Linked DNA regions of Columba livia: region 2 is linked to region 1. The links are chromatin contacts, called in public Hi-C maps. All regions are on one chromosome and are shown on one strand. Each heading gives the region's core, a stretch centred on a gene start, on an enhancer-like site or on the middle of the called end of the contact. The rest is flanking DNA. Distances are from core to core; before and after follow the strand shown.

What was found. Hi-C and Micro-C count contacts between places; a contact is called where the count stands out from the background.
Region 2: a contact with region 1 is called in a Hi-C map of crop, with 4 times the contacts expected there. The contact joins two enhancer-like sites. A contact is called at or near these places in 2 of 2 Hi-C or Micro-C datasets (crop and liver).

What each region holds. Positions count from the first base shown.
Region 1 is chr5:59,088,207-59,091,056 of bColLiv1.pat.W.v2, forward strand. The region is part of intron 2 of PARVA (parvin alpha); the gene reads left to right. Among named protein-coding and RNA genes, the nearest start is that of PARVA, 13 kb to the left of the region's middle. Within about 2 kb of position 1,350, at least 1 of the 3 cell types and tissues checked has an H3K27ac peak away from gene starts, as active enhancers do.
Region 2 is chr5:59,352,454-59,355,153 of bColLiv1.pat.W.v2, forward strand. The region is part of intron 9 of LOC110366091 (a long non-coding RNA gene); the gene reads right to left. Among named protein-coding and RNA genes, the nearest start is that of RASSF10, 30 kb to the right of the region's middle. Within about 2 kb of position 1,323, at least 1 of the 3 cell types and tissues checked has an H3K27ac peak away from gene starts, as active enhancers do.

The sequences.
Region 1 (2,850 bases), core at 100-2,599:
ATTATTTTTGCAAAAGAAAACACCTGGAATATGTATTTCTCTGAGCCATTCTTGGTATTTGTAGACATGGTTAATTCCTTTTGGCTTCTCCGATTTCTACTTAGCATAAAGTGGATTCTGTTCTTTTCCTGTGGAGTGATAGAGCAATCTATGACACTGACCCACTGGTGTGTGAGATTAAACTTTATTCCTAGTGAAACCTACAAAATTCCACTTGGAAAAAGGGACTTTAGTCAGGGTGGTAGGAGAGGGGGTGCAACAATTGTCAGCGGCCACTGCTACCCTTCAGAAGATGTGAGCAGATAGTGGGCGTGGTAGAGTGAGGAGCAGCTCTGCATTTCCACACCAGTCGGGAATTCCCAGACATGAAAATACAATCTCATACTGCAAAAGCTTTGAAAGCGTCAAAAATCCTAAGTGTAGTCTAAACGTTATAATTTCCTGAATTTTTTTTTAGTATAAAGTGGATAATTTTGTAGTGGAATGTGTGTTCACAGAAGAAAAAACCATCACCACATGTTTGGTATTTGTACTGAAGTACTTGGGCCTCTTTTGCCTGCCTTTGTGTGCAGTAAGACAACTTTTAAGTGCTCTAATTAGTGCTGGCCTCTTGGCTTCAGTGGCTGCAGTTGTGCACAAGCAAACAATTCAAGTACAGTTAACTGTGCTAGAAACCAAATGAAGAAAGAGAGTTGTGTTTTGTTTTTGTTTTTTTTTTAAATACATGTTTTTCTGCATGATCCTTTGGAGATACCACCTTTTTCCACTAGTCATGTTTCTTTGGTCATTTTCATATAGTGCTTTCCTGAGTTCATGTTGAGTAAAAGTACATAAAGCTCCCTGTTACCAGTGATGTTCTATAGGTAGACTTCAACACAGCTCTTTTCAGATAGTGTGCAGGTAATGACTGCTGGTTTCTTTTGTGTTAGGACTTAATAGTGCAAGTCTGCATTTACCACAGAGGGAAAATGTAATTTTCTTCTCATGGCCTGGCCATGGGCTTTCTGGTCCCAGCTTCCAAGACGTGCACAGTGTTGTGTCAGTGCTGTCCTGCCAGTTGTACCTGCACTTCTTTAGCTGACAATTGCTTGTTTCCCTGGAATTACAGCCAGTCAAAGACCTGGGTGTTAAGCAGTCCTAGGGCTGTGGTGGGCCACCTTCCTGGCTCAGCAAACGGGCAGGCGTCATACTTTGCAAACAGATGGAGCGGGTACAGGCAGCCTAGAGAGCACATGTGCAGCAAAGACATTAAGGTCAGAATTTCCCAGGCAAGAATGTCTGAATTGCTGTGCCCTACTTATCCAACTGTGAGCTGGATTAATGAAAGGGAGAGTTTAGACAGAGCAGTACTTTGGGTACATTTAGTGGGAGAAGAGAGAGATGTTTTCTTTTGTATCTGTACAGGTGGTGCTTTTGAAGGAAGCCAAAATAAGCTTCCTCACCTGGGTAACGGCCTGAATAGGTTGGCAGGGTGTGAATCCATTTTCAATGTGTGTAAAGAAAAGATAACAGTTTGCCGGTGTACAGCCTTTCATTTATTTTTTCTTTACAAGTTTCTTCTTCAGCCATCGAGTTAGGCTGAGGCCTAATAATTTATTTTTCTTTTAACTGTAGGCGGTTCTAAAGCAGCAAACTATTAATAGTGAAATATTGGTTTAGAAGAACTCTAATGCACAGGGGATTCTAGAGCAAACGAGGCAATGCTGTCAATGGTTCAGATTGTTCTTAATTACAATAATGGCATTATAGGAGCTGCAGTTGCTGTCGGGCACAAAAGAAGATAATGATAATGTCAGAGTGCTCAGAGTAAATGCAGGATAATGTATTGCAGTACTGGATTCAAAAGATGATATGCCTAACTTGTCGGCAGAGTGCATGAAGAAGAAGAATGGTAAAAGGCCAGAACAGTTTTTGTTGTAACTATATAGTTCAGGGTTTTGGGTTTGTGAGGTTTTTTTGTGCCCTGTGCTTTCAGGTTTAAGCAGAAATGTCAGGTCTCATGTGTTTCAATGACGTGTATGGATTTTTCTAGAAGAACTGATCACATCTGCCCTCCTCACTTGGAATAAAGAAAATCACCCTTGCTTTGAGAAGAAAAGATGTATTGGCTCAGTACTCTGGTACCCTCAACACATTCGGTATTGGTCCTCTTACAATAAAAGAACATAAATACAGTAGATTTGCCCCTGGGTCAGAATTTGCCCCAGTAGCCTCTGGAAATATGTTCAGATCTATTTGATGCATGTGATGCCTATTTTGTAATGAGTCCAAAAAACAAAAAAGAGGAGTCTGAGGTTTGGGGATGTTTCAAAGCTGGATTTGAATTTTATGGCTAGAGGCCAAATCTGAACTGTAGCACTTGTAAACATTTTAAGGTCGTATTCTGTGCACTCAAATTCATTACTGTAGAGGAAGAGACTTTACTGTTTTACTGCAAAATAAACCTGCAGCAAAGCAGCTTGTGGTCTTGGATTCTTGTCACTTCTTAGTTCTAATTCTGAGTTGTAGGTAAGAAGATACAATAAACTGGAAAATAGTGATAGTGTTCCTCATTATACTACAAGTGTTCAAAGTGACTTACGTGTTTTGCATACTTCCTAAGAACTCACTGCAGTGATGGATTGGAAAAAATGATCAGCATCCAGTTCATTTGCATCTTTATTATTTTGCTCACGTTTAACTGACTTGAAACAGTTACAAATGAATCATGTTTAACAGACTTGAAACAGTCACAAATGAAATAATTTATATAGACCCCAAATAAATATTTTTTTAGGTGTTGTTGTCTCTTGCACAAAATACCAGTATGCTTTATTATGAATTGTTTTCCTGAGCAGCCAGCAGGGTGCA
Region 2 (2,700 bases), core at 73-2,572, 260 kb after region 1:
TAATTTGTCACTGTGGTCCTCGGTGGATCTCTGAGTTGTATTGCTGTGCAGAAATACGATCATGTGCAGTGAGTCTGATTAGTTCTGACTGCATCATATCTACTCTGCAAGCACTGACCATCTGTGCAGCAACTGCCCAATAAATCCAAGGCTGCATCAGACCCTCTGGTGTTGGTGCACACATTTGCAGTGCTTGGCCAATACCTCTGGCTGACTGGCTGATCACTCAAAACTACTGTTTCACACACTCTGTTGTAACGAAATCCCAGGCAAACAGCCTCAATCCTCAAACTTGGCCTAGAAAACAGCCATGCTAGGGAAAACCTTCTGGGAATGAATGGAGGCAGCCTGGGAAATCTGTGCTCCCTATCCTCACAGTTATTAGCTTGTCTCATGCTTCCCAGTATCAGAGATAGTGGAAAACTACCCCAGGGATCCAGACTGAAAAGCAGTTAGACTTTCAGTTTAAAATTACGCCACTGGAAGAAATGTCACATCCAAAGCGTCTGATAAGGTGGTAAACAAAGAGGTAATTTCTGAATTTCCTGGAATAAGGGAGAGCAGAATCTGGCCCCTTCACTTTTGTTCCCTTTAGCAGATACAACCCCTTCGCCGTAGGTCCCTCTCCAGCGCAGTGACCGGAGAGCTGAGCGCGGCTGCCCAGCTCAGCGCGGCCGGGGAGCGGATCGGGGAGCGGATCGGGGAGCGGATCGGGGAGCGGATCGGGGAGCGGATCGGGGAGCGGATCGGGGAGCGGATCGGGGAGCGGATCGGGGAGCGGATCGGGGAGCGGAGCGATCACACCGCGCAGCTCCCGCCCCTCCGCGGCCCCGCAGCGCCACCCAGCGGACCCGACCCGGCAGCGGCTGCCGGCGGCTCCCCGCACTGTTTCGGGGGCGGGCGGGCGTGCACCAAACCCCGGCAAACACAGGCCGGGGGTCCTGCCGGGGGGGGAGCCGGTCCTCCCCAGCTCTTTCCCGATCCTGGCTCCTCGCTTGCCCGTTGGCGAGGCCGATCGGCGCGCTGCTTTGCTTGCCCCGCATCTGCTCCACACTGTAGAAGCGTTCCTCAAGGTCTGCAAGGGAGCTGCCATCACTGGGAATGTCTAAATTGCACTCAGAAACTTCTCTAATAAATGTGTTCTCACTGACGTACAGGGTGAGCACGAAGCAGGGATTAAACCAGGGAAATTCCACAATTTATAACATACAGGAAATCAAATTAGACTATCACTGTATCATCTTCAGGCCTTAAACCCGTGAATCTGCTGTCAGGTTAATAGCTTCTCTGCCTCCCCTCATGAGAGTAAAAACATCCCTGAGTGGCGAAAGGCCTGTTTTTAAGTGCTCAGTATCTTTATTGCACAAGACACCATACCTGCTGGCCATCTTCCTCAGTTCTCATCTGCCTGGCACCTGGTACAAATTACACCGCTACGAGAGGCAGTTAACAGACTCCCTAGAAGCACGGTTGTGCTTCATCAGGCAGGAGGCATCTCCATGTGCCAGTGCTTTTCTGCCCCCAAAAAAGCCACCACATCCAGTAGCATCATTTGTGTTGAGTGTAAGATGCAGCCAATACATGATCGGGTTAGTGCAAGCTATTTGCCCAGCCAGTGAGCAGAAAGCACCGTGAAGTAACATTGTGCTGCTAAATCTGTGATGCATCAGTGTGTAATGGAGCTCAGAGCCGCAGGCAGTGCCAAGGCAGACTCTGACTTCACCACGGTTTCACTGAAAACAGATGAATGCAGTATTGTCAACTTCAGCCAGCCAGAAACCATGTCACGCACTCAAAAATCACACAATGAAGTTTTTAGAAAGAACAATTTCAAGCAAAATTTTGCTTTTACCGTTTGGTGTTTCCTATCTGTTGTACTTAAGAGAATGGACAACATCCCTTTTTATATTTATATTCATAGGACCTCTACACATCTCACACAACACCCCAGGTCTGGCTGTTAGGCCAGCACTAAATATTGAGCCATATCATAAAACTGTGGGAATTGTCAGCACTGAATAGAGTGCACATTAAGAGAGACAAATAACCCCATGCAGGCAGACACAAATAACCCCCTTTCTTCACTGGACGGCAGCCAGTTTATTGGCGAGTGCCTCTTCCAAGCTCTACTCTCAGTGCTGAGAGCCAGAGCAATATTCATAGTATGTCAATGCAACCAATACAGCTAGAGCATTTAAAAGGAGACAGCACATTTACTTGACTGTGTGAAGAGTTCGGGGCTCATATATTTATGCAATATAGACAACTAATTTTTATTTGTTTACTCTCTTCAGGATTTGCGCCTGGCTATTTCAACAGGCACTCCTGGAGGCTGGAGGGCTGGATTGTTATTGTACATAGAAACCTTGAGCTAGCTAAGAGTCAGAAAAAGCCCTGAGTAATTGTTCTGAATGTTCAAAACACAGTCCACCTAGTGAAAAGGCTGCATCATGTCTTCCACAAAAGGAAAAACTACCTGGTAGCATAAATTGCATGTTTGCTGTAGAAAAACAAAATCCAAACTGGTATAATACAAAGACTAGTCCTGAACATGTCATCTCTTTATCTGCTCCCAGCTATCAGTATTGTAAATTGGCTTAAGCAACCACACCTCATTCTCTCACTTAGATCTCCTCTCATCTGTGTTTCATCTGTAGATGCACTTACTAAAGCTAGGTGAAAACACACCTTTTCAGTGCC